Linked DNA regions of Mus musculus: region 2 is linked to region 1. A link is a contact called in public HiChIP or PLAC-seq data. All regions are on one chromosome and are shown on one strand. Each heading gives the region's core, a stretch centred on a gene start, on an enhancer-like site or on the middle of the called end of the contact. The rest is flanking DNA. Distances are from core to core; before and after follow the strand shown.

Region 1 (5,471 bases), core at 55-2,554:
CTGCCTCCTAAGAGCCATGATTAAAGGCGTGCGCCACCACTGCCCGGCTATTTCTGTGTTTTTTAAAGAAACCCAAATCTTTACTTCAAGTGCACACTTGCCTCCACAGGTTTGTGGATCTATTGCCCCACACAAATGTTCCATGGTCTCAAGGCAGTGCCATCAAATTGAGTAAAAACCTAGTGCTTAAAAGGCTAGCCTGATCTATAGAGTGAGTTTCAGGACAGCCAGGGCTATACAGAGAAACTCTGTCTCGAAAAACAACAACAACAAAGAGTAGACATATGTGCAAGGACGACCTGGCCAAAGAGGACAGTTCTGTCTGAATTGAAGCAGCTCCCCCAAACGGAAGATATATCCCACCAGAACAGGAAAACCATCTCATCACATGAAGAGGGACAGTAAATATAGCTCGGTCTAAAGGTTCGCTGGGGGCCTGAGTTGGGACAGGTGACCCGGAGGTGGGGTAGTGAGGAAAACGGACAATTCCAGGACAGGGAAGGATTTCCCAGGAGCTAGACTAAAGCAAGCCTGGAATATGAGGGTCTACTTGGAGTCTTCGACAGTCAGATACACTCAGACTCTTCTACCGCCTAGTTCTGATGAAAGTAGAGAGGAGCACGCTAAGAGGTGGAAATGGGGGACATTCTAAGACTTTGCTGAAGTTGGAGCAGGATGGGAGAAGGCAGTTCCACTTCAGGATGACACGCGTTCACTGGAGAATTACGCGAACAACCGACACAGTCCTGCTGTCCCGAGGATTGCCACGGAGCAGTCCCCGGGGATCAAGGATCCAAGGAAAGGTCTCCCCGAGTTCAAGTGACACCGGGAAGTCCCAGGACGGAAGCGGAGGAACTAGGCGAGGGTCCCGGGTTCCAGGGCCCAGGGCTGGGGTAACCTCTGGTCAGAATCAGACTCGCCCACCCACCCGCCGGGCCCCGCACTCACTATCCATGCCGGGGAAGGGCAGCGGCTGCGCCCCGAGCTGCTGCTCCACGGCGATCTCCAAGTCGAACTTGATGTGATCTACGCTGGCGATTATTTCCTGCATGGCGGCGGCGGCGGCCTCGGGCCCAGCTCCCCCTCAGGTCTCTCAGCCGCTCTCCGCAACTCACGCTACCTCTCCCCGTCCCCTTCTCGCTTGCCGCCACCGCCGCCGCCGCAGCCGCCGCCCCGCGAGGGATGCCGGGAGCGCTGGAGCCCGCGCCGGCCCTTTTTTCCCATCCAGACTCAGCCAACGGAGCTCAGAGTCCGGCCACTCCTTCAGGCCTGACTAGCCGCCGACCGATCGCCTGTTTCTTTCGGTTCTGTATCTTACACAAGAGGCGGCGACGCAAGTGCGCCTGCGCGGGATCTCCGTAGTCTGTGCTGAGGGCAGGAACGCTGTCTCTGGAGCCGCGGTCCCTCGACTCTGAGGACGTCTCACTAGGGGCTCGCCGCTTAGAACGCTCAGAGTGAGTTTCTGTTCAACCCTCATAGGAAACCCGGAAGCCGGGTGGAAATTGGACCTGAGGGACTTTGTCCAAGCTCAGATGCGAAAACGGAGGATCTAAAGGCCTGGGGAGAGGAAGCAAGGGGCGACCTAGGGTCCCAGGTCTCTCTGTGGGTGTAGCTCTAATGCAGACGTTTAAAAGTCGGGTAAGGGGGCAGGAGGTGTGGCTCAGTTGGTAAAGTGCTTGCCCCACCACCGCATAAGCCGGTAGTGTTAGTACAGACTTGTAATCCCACTAACTGGCAAGTGGAGGCAGAAGGGTCAGAAGCTCAAGACCAGACTGCATTACATGAGACCCTGGAGAGCGAGTCAACCTAGTAGAGCTAAGCCTCAAAATACCGTCATACCTCTTTTCCCTGTTATTATGTCTTGTTTTTGTTGTTGTTTGTTTGTTTTGTTTTTTTATTAAAGGGCTTCAAAGTAAGCAGGCCCAGCACAGCCTAATAAAAATAGAATGCGAGGGTGAGAGGGTGTAGCTCTGTGAGAGGGAGCATGTGCATATATGTGCCTTCCACACCACTCGAGTGCAGATTAGGGAAAAGCTTGTACCACAAGTCCTTCCAAGTATGTTCAGGAATCAAGCTCAGGTCACCGAGCTCTGCAGTAAGCACCTTTATCTGCTGAGACCCTCTTGAGCCTCTTGTTGTTGTTGTCGAGACTGGGGATCTCTAGGTAGCCCTGAGTAGCGTGGACTCACAGTTGTAGACCAGACTGGCATTGAACTCATAGAAATTCTCCTGCCTCTGTCTCCCTGGTGCAGGGCCTAAAGGCATGGCCCATCACGACTTACTCTTACTTTTTAAAGACAATCTCATGAAGCCCAGGCTGGTCTTGAAGTTGACATTATAGCTGAGGGTGACCCTGAATTTCTGACTCTTTTCTACCCAGCTGAGATAGTAAGTTTGACTGATCTCCCACTCCCCACCCTGCACAGAGCCAGGTCTTCCTAACTCAGAGCCTACCCTCTGAGTAAACTTGTCTCTCTTTTCTGACTCTTTTTAAAAAAGATTTGTTTGTTTATTTATTTATTTATTTAATGTATGTGAGTACACTATAGTTGTACAGATGGCTGTGAGCCTTCATGTGGTTGTTGGGAATTGAAATTTTTTAGGACCTCTGCTCGCTCTGGTAGGCCCTGCTTGCACCAGTAGGCCCCCTCACTCCAGCCCAAAGATTTATTTATTATTATATGTAAGTACACTGTCGCTGACTTTAGATGTACCAGAAGAGGGGGTCAGATCTCATTATGGGTGAGCCACCATGTGGTTGCTGGGATTTGAACTCAGGACCTTCGGAGAGCACGCTGAGCCATCTCGCCAGCCCTTCCTTTCTGACTTTTTATATGGCGTCTGATGCGGTTTCCTTATTTTTCTTGATTTCAGGCTGCAGGGGCTCGAGGCAGCCAGCGATGGACCTCCTAAGACTCTCCCGGCTCTTTTCCGGTCCCCGCCCCATAGGACTGTCTGTCCTTCAACACCTGGATCTTGTTGGATCAACCCGATGGACAGGAGGCAGGGAGGGACCTGCACGGCTGAGAGCTGCCTTCTGCGGCTCCTCCTCCCCGCTGCCCCTGGGCAGCGGGAACCAGAAGGAAATGAGCAGCCTCTGCTCTGACTCCAGTAAGCTCAGCACTGTGGCTCCCCAGGAGGAGGCAGAGGAAGAGAGCTTCGGGAGCCTCTCTGGCAAATTCTCCTCCCGGAGGATATTCCACAAGTCAACGGCCCAGCTCTACAACCTGCAGCTCAAGGAACAGGGTGGTGAGGAGGAAGAACTGGAGCCCAGACCGTGGCGGGGCCGGAGGAACACTCAGTACTGGTACTTCTTTCAGTGCAAACGTCTGATCAAGGAAGGAAAGGTCTGAGAGTGTGCTGTGATTTCATCTTGTGTCCCTGGCCCTTTAAGAATTCTTAGCTGGGAGAACCCTATGACCTTCAGTGTTGGATGCCCCTTGGATTTCTGGGAACGGGATAGGAAATGTATATAAAGCCGGGGGTGGGGACTAGCAGAGTGAGAAGGCAGTTAGTGAAGACACTGTCAGACAGTGGAGCCAGGAGGAGCTGAGCTGAGCTGAGCTGAGCTGAGCTGAGCTGAGCTGAGCTGAGCTGAGCTGAGCTGAGCAGATAGGCTAGCACAGTTGCTATGGCTTGGAGCTGCTAGCATTGGGGAAACTACTGGGAAGGGAATGTTTAAGCAGACTGTTGGGGAACTGAGGGAGGAAGAGGCTGGGCTGGAAACTGAGCGGAGGGCAGGCAGGGAGTTAAGAGAACTGGTAAACAGGTAGGCATTTTACATGAGAACCTTGGGGTTTTCCTTCTGCTGGGTTGGCATTTTATGTGGGGCAGTGCAGCCTTCTCAGCTGTTGAAGCTGGGGTGTTCATTACTCAGTCCTTGGATCTCTGTTATTGCTGTCTGGGTGCAAGTGTGAGTGTGTGTGCCACGGTGCACATGTGGAGCCCAGAGGACGACGTATAGAGCTGGCTTTTCCTTTCCACCTTCATGCACAGCCCAGGGATCGAACTCTGGTCACTTGCGCTGCAGGCGCCTCTCTCTGCTGAACCATATTGCTAGCCCCTTACCTATCTTTAACTCAGTACATGGAGGTAATCCCGTTAGTCTTCTTGTCCGTATCACATTTCCTGGGCTCATGACTTATTCTTCTCTTAACAGTTTGACCTCTAAACTGTTGCCAGCTCTAACTAATTTTCATTCTTTCAAGGCTGTCTTGCTGGGTAGCCCTGGCTGATTGGCACTCACTTTGTAGCTCAGGACAGCCTAAAACATTCACCCTTCCTGTCTCCCCTTCTTGAGTGCTGGGATTACCAGTACCCCGCTTATTTTATTGTTTTATACCTTTTTCACAATCTTAACTGTGTAGCCCTGGCTAAACTGGAATTCACTATGTAGCCCAGGCTGGCCTGGAACTCACAGAGAGGCCACTGACTCACAAGTACTGGGATTACAGACACATAGTAGTGGATCTAGCTTATTTTATTTGTTTGGTTTTTATTATTTTTTTGGTGTAGGATCTCTGTCTCTGCATTCTTGGCTGTCCTAGAACTCATTATATAGGCCAAGCTGGCTTTGAATTCAGAGATCTACCTGCCTCTGCTGGGATTAAAGGCATAAACTACTATACCCGGTTTATTTGTTATTTTTAAAATACTTTTTAAACTTTATTTTTGTCTTTTTTCTTGGATAAGGTATCTCTGGGTAGCCCTGGCTGTCCTGGAATTCACCTTGTAGACTAGGTTGGCCTCAAACTCAAAGACCCACCTGTCTCTGCCTTCTGAGTGCTAGGATGAAGTGAGTTTCTGCCCCACTCTATCCCACCTAGCTCATAAATAAAGGACAGAGAGACCTGGTATTTTTAAAAATATTTTTATTCTTATTTATTTATATGTCTATCTGTGTATGTATGTAATATGTCCATGTGCCTGAAGTTAGGAGCATCCTTTGGAGTTAGCTGCCTGATGTGCATGCTGGGAATTGAACTCGGGTCATCTGCAAGAATAGCACATGTCCTTAATCACTGAGCCGTCTCTTCAGCCCGAAACCTGGCATTTTTATTAACCAGCTGCAAGCCTAAACTGCCGGGCAGGTTCTGAGACTATTATAACCCAACTTGTCTATTTATAACCAGATAAATCCCCCATTACTTGCCACCTGAGTCTTGCTTTGTTGCATGTGTGTCCCCAGGGCCTGCTACTGGTGCTCATGGTCCATTCCACCTCATGGTGACCTTCACCTTCACTCTCCTCTCCTTTTCCTTGTGGTCCGTACCTTAGACTCCTCTACTCAATGTGAAGTCCCACCTCCCTCTTTGCTGCCCAGTCACAGGTACTCGCCTTTTGTTATCCAATCAGAGACCTTTGGGGGCATTCTTCACAGCACATTGGTCAATACAATGCCCAAGTCACACTGCAACCTGATCTTAGAGCACAGAGCTCAGCATCTGAATACACAGTGCACAGGACCAACC
Region 2 (5,041 bases), core at 1,603-4,102, 1.2 Mb before region 1:
AGTGGATGGGGGAGGGGTGAGTCCTGAGTGGATGTAAGGAGGGGTGAGTCCTGAGCGGATATGAGGAAGGGTGAGTTCTGAGTAAATGTGAAGAGGGGTGAGTCCTGAGTGGATGTGAGGAGGGGTGAGTCCTGAGTGGATGTGAAGAGGGGTGAGTTCTGAGTGAATGTGAAGAGGGGTGAGTCCTGAGCGGATATGAGGAGGGGTGAGTTCTGAGTGAATGTGAAGAGGGGTGAGTCCTGAGTGGATATGAGGAGGGGTGAGTCCTGAGTGGATGGGGGAGGGGTGAGTCCTGAGTGGATGTAAGGAGGGGTGAGTCCTGAGCGGATATGAGGAAGGGTGAGTTCTGAGTGAATGTGAAGAGGGGTGAGTCCTGAGTGGATATGAGGAGGGGTGAGTCCTGAGTGGATGGGGGAGGGGTGAGTCCTGAGTGGATGTAAGGAGGGGTGAGTCCTGAGCGGATATGAGGAAGGGTGAGTTCTGAGTGAATGTGAAGAGGGGTGAGTCCTGAGTGGATGTGAGGAGGGGTGAGTTCTGAGTGGATGTGAAGAGGGGTGAGTCCTGAGTGGATGTGAGGAGGGGTGAGTCCTGAGTGGATGGGGGAGGGATGAGTCCTGAGTGGATGTAAGGGGGGTGAGTCCTGAGCGGATATGAGGAGGGGTGAGTTCTGAGTGGATGTGAGGAGGGGTGAGTCCTGAGTGGATGGGGGAGGGGTGAGTCCTGAGTGGATGTAAGGAGGGGTGAGTCCTGAGTGGATATGAGGAGGGGTGAGTTCTGAGTGGATGTGAGGAGGGGTGAGTCCTGAGTGGATGGGGGAGGGATGAGTCCTGAGTGGATATGAGGAAAGGTGAGTTCTGAGCAGATGTGAGGAGGGGTGAGTCCTGAGTGGATATGAGGAGGGGTGAGTCCTGAGTGGATGTGAGGGGGGGTGAATCCTATGGCAGCAGGCTAACTCCACTCAGTAGCATCGAGGCTCCATGAGAGTTAGCACAGTCCATGGGAGCCAAGCTTTTCTGGAGGTATATCTGTGTATCTGTGTGTCTGTGTGTCTGTACTTTCTTCATTCCGTTACCTCAGTCAGACAACAGACAGATGTTTGGAGTACTTAGATTTCAAATAAATTTACATAAAAAACTCTCAAAACTAAGTGAAATATAGGGGTTCTGATGTTAAGAGGTTCAATTTCCAGCATCCACTTAACAATGTACAACTCCAGTTCCACAGGATCCAGCACCCTCTTCTGGCCACTGTGTGTACTGCATGCACATGATGCACATACATACCACATGCAAACAAAAATACCCACACATTTAAAATAAAAACAAACAAAACTGAAAAAAAAAAACTGAGTGAAAACAAGCCAATCATAAGACTAACAAAATGTAAAAAAACATTTCACTAAAGAATATATATATATATATATATATATATATATGTGGATGGCAAATGAACAGCTTTAATGACAGTGACCATGACTAGCCACAGGAAAGTGCAAAAACCAAAATGAGATTAACATTATACATACGATGGAACATTTGCAATAAAACATTGACAACAATACGTGCTGATGAGAATCCAAAAACAATGGACTACTCACTCTTCTGGCGTGAGTGGAAACAGCACAGTCAGCCTAGGAAATAATTCAGTCAGGTCACACAAAACCAAATATCTACTTACTGCTCACAGGCTTAGCGATCATGCCCAAGGGTGTTCATCCCAGGGAAACAAATATTTGTAATTACACAAAAACCTTATGTGAAGGTTGGTTTCAGCTTTACTGCTAATACCAAAAGGCTATTTGGATGAACAGTTAGACAGGCCATATAATGAAATACATACTAGCCAGCAATTATATATATATATATATATATATATATATATATATACACACACACAAAATGGATATAACCACCTCAAGAGACCTGAAGGGTGTTTTGTTTCATGTTAAAGAGAACATGAAACATATTTGAGACTGGAGAGATGGCTCAGCAGCTAATATATTATACAAATTATGAAGGATGTCATCCTTGGAGAGCCTTGGCAAAAACTAGATGGAAGAGTATAAATACGAGGAGGGGGCAATTTTCTGTGAGAATATAATTATTGTAAAATAAAAGTGTTGTTGTTGTTGTTGTTTAGAAGAAGGCAAAATAAGACATTTTCTGGTCAACCAAAACTGAGCAGACCCACAGTACAAATGAAAACCCTGGGCATCTGCCGAGGAAGGAAGCCACAGGCAAGTCAGGATCTCAGAGCACCGCGAGTTCCCGTCACCAGTTCAATGAACACTGCTAGACAGCTCCTCCCCAGGGGTCTCCATGGTAGCGGAATCTCGGATAGGGACAGTCAGTCAAGGCATCTGGGCCACGCTCTGCACGACCATCACCAAAGGCTCAGTGAAGGATTCATGGTGGGCTGGGCGTGCAGAATGGAATCTGAGATGAATGTCATCAATAGTGAACGACAGTGTCAGGTGCAGAACCATGAATGTATAAAGAAGACAGGCGAGGGAGGGGCAAAGGGCTCCAGACACCCAGGAGGGAAGAGAGCAACATGTGGTTGCTGAGATTTGAACTCAGGACCTTTGGAAGAGCAGTCAGTGCTCTTAACCTCTGAGCCATCTCTCCAGCCCATAGGACTCAGATTTCAATGCAGTCTCCCCTGGAATGTTCTTCCCTAACCCGCATCCCACTTCCTTCATGGCACTGCTTAAACACTACCTGCTCTGACACCCCCCCACCCCATCCCCACCCCACCCCGTCCCCACTTCCACACCCCCCACACACACACACACCGCAATGAAAACTGTCTCAGGAGAATGTCCCTCTTCCTCTGTTGCCACCTGTGAGCTTCCTCTCTGCAGTGCCTCCTCTGCCTGGTTCTCCCATGAGACTTCCCCCTCTGACTGCTGAGCAGGGTGGGATGGGGCGGGAACTTGTTAATATGTTGCTCAGTCACATGTCTCCAGTGCTCACTAACTAGTTGCTTAAAAATAAAAGTGGAAAACATATCTGGCATTTCATTCTATTTTCTAGGAACCTAGAGACCTGCCTTAAAAGAGCAAAACTAGCCCTCATCTCTGCAGGTTTGTCTCTGCAGATCCTACAGTGGCTGCTCAGACATATGCAGAGGGAAAGCCACACTCTACTGAGCATACACTGACAAGCATACACTGACAAGCCAGTCTAACGAATCATTAAGGTAATCCTCTTTATTCTTACCATTCAGCAACACCCCAAAGAGCAAGACATCTCACAAATGCATCTGCTGTAGATGCCACAGCAAGCCAGATCTTTCCACCATAGTAGGAGATTGTCCATACAAGTCACTTTCTGCAGCGCACAGTGGTCCCTTTCTTCTGAGTGCTATTTGTGGTGAAATTTGACACTTATCAATCAAGACATTTCCCAACAGAACACCAGGTCAGGGACCACCACGTGGTGGTTTAAATAAGAATGCCCCCCATCAGCTCCTGGTTCCCAGCTGGTGGTACTCTTTGGGGAGGTTTAAAAGAGTGGCCTTGCTGGAGGAAGTATGTCACTGAGCAGGAGAGGGGCTCTGGTTTGCCCTCCCTTGTTTCAAAGCTGGGAGTTGTCAATCCTGAGATTAACCATGATTAGCACTGAAGACCCCAGCAGAACAAATAAGCTATATCCATGCTGCTTTTCCAAACCTGAATCAGTATAGCTCACCCATCTAGTCACAAAGCAAAAAGAAACCAAGTAACCGTCTACCTAACAGGCTATGTCTGTTGTGCCCACAAGTCCGGCACTCCGTGGGGCGGGAGGAGCAGGAAGCTAGCAGTTTCAGGGCAACCTGGACTACAAGACACACTATCTAAACTAACGAACGAACAAACGAACGAAAGAAAGAAAGAAAGAAAGAAAGAGGAAAGAAAGAGAGAGAGAGAGAGAGAGAAAGAAAGAAAGAAAAAAAGAAAGAAAAGGGAAGAAAGAAAGAGAGAGAGAAAGAAAGAAAGAAAGAAAGAAAGAAAGAAAGAAAAGGGAAGAAAGGAAGAAAGAAGAAAAGAAAAGAGAAAAGAAAAGAGAAGAGAAAAAGTCAATACCTGTTGCACATGGTGGTATATACCTTTAATCCCAACATTCAAGAGGCAAACCTCTGTGGATTCCAGTCAGGACTTCTAAATGAGACCCTGTCTCAATAACTAATTAATTAAATTAAATATACACCAACTGATTATTTGGAAAATAGATATTCCAAATAATCCAAGATATTCCAAGAAATAGTCCAGCCTCATGCAATATAAGGAAATGGAAGCCAGAGGCACACAGTACAATACAATGGGCAAATTTGGCTTTATTTTGCTGTAACACATGCTCTGATCAATAAAAACATACAATAGCATCAAGAGCCCCTCCTTCAGCAGCTCACTCCTACTTAGGCAAATAAACACTTGAGGGGTCACTAAACTGACCTTGCCTTCAATTTTTCACACTTACTCTTCAGGGCTAGTTTTTGTTTTTATATACATATACATACATATATAGAAAGAGAGAGAGACAGAGAGAGACAGAGACAGAAAGAGAGTTGTGGCACATATATCAACATATTATATATTTTTTAAACTCCCTACACTCTAATAATAATCATGTATATCAATCCATCTGATTATCACATTTATTCTCATTTGTGAACACTACGTATAATTCTTCAATGGGTTGTCTAGTGTGAGCAAACAACCTTGAAATATTATTATGAATGGAAAATAAATTATGTTTAAACTTTAAGAAAAAAATTTTAAGTCCTGTGGCAATTTTAAGAAATCCTCAAAACAATTTTCTAAAAGAGACAAAAAAACAAAAAACAAACAAACAAAAAAAAAACCCGTCATTGTTTTAAAAGGTCATTTCAATTGACAGACGCAGCCATTCACCAGCAGCAGATGAAGGTCAATTTTCTCTCCTCATTTGCTCCATTGTTTTCAGATCTTTCACAGTATCCCATGAGGCCCTGATTTGATCTGCCCTTCAAGGTCTACAGTTTGGCTTTTGCAAACAACTACAGCCTTGATTGTCCTCAG

The links. HiChIP or PLAC-seq counts read pairs in DNA pulled down with a chosen protein or histone mark.
Region 2: a contact with region 1 is called in an H3K4me3 HiChIP or PLAC-seq map of embryonic stem cells, with 5 times the contacts expected there. The contact joins the enhancer-like site here to the promoter of Ptcd1 in region 1. A contact is called at or near these places in 2 of 39 promoter capture datasets (cranial neural crest and hippocampal neurons) and 4 of 115 datasets of contacts at active chromatin or transcription factors (astrocytes, embryonic stem cells and stem cell-derived neural progenitor cells).

What each region holds. Positions count from the first base shown.
Region 1 is chr5:145,162,937-145,168,407 of GRCm38.p6, reverse strand. Ptcd1 (pentatricopeptide repeat domain 1) reads left to right here and starts at 1,304. Exons shown (of 9, transcript NM_133735.2): 1 at 1,304-1,454; 2 at 2,875-3,347. The coding sequence starts at 2,901. It overlaps Cpsf4 (cleavage and polyadenylation specific factor 4), which reads right to left and starts at 1,195. Exons shown (of 8, transcript NM_001291248.1): 1 at 949-1,195. The coding sequence starts at 1,051.
Region 2 is chr5:146,402,527-146,407,567 of GRCm38.p6, reverse strand. All of the region lies in intron 1 of Wasf3 (WAS protein family, member 3), which reads right to left. Among named protein-coding and RNA genes, the nearest start is that of Wasf3, 20 kb to the right of the region's middle. Within about 2 kb of position 2,852, at least 5 of the 459 cell types and tissues checked have an H3K27ac peak or open chromatin away from gene starts, as enhancers often do. A contact at or near this core is called in embryonic stem cells, where this site is marked.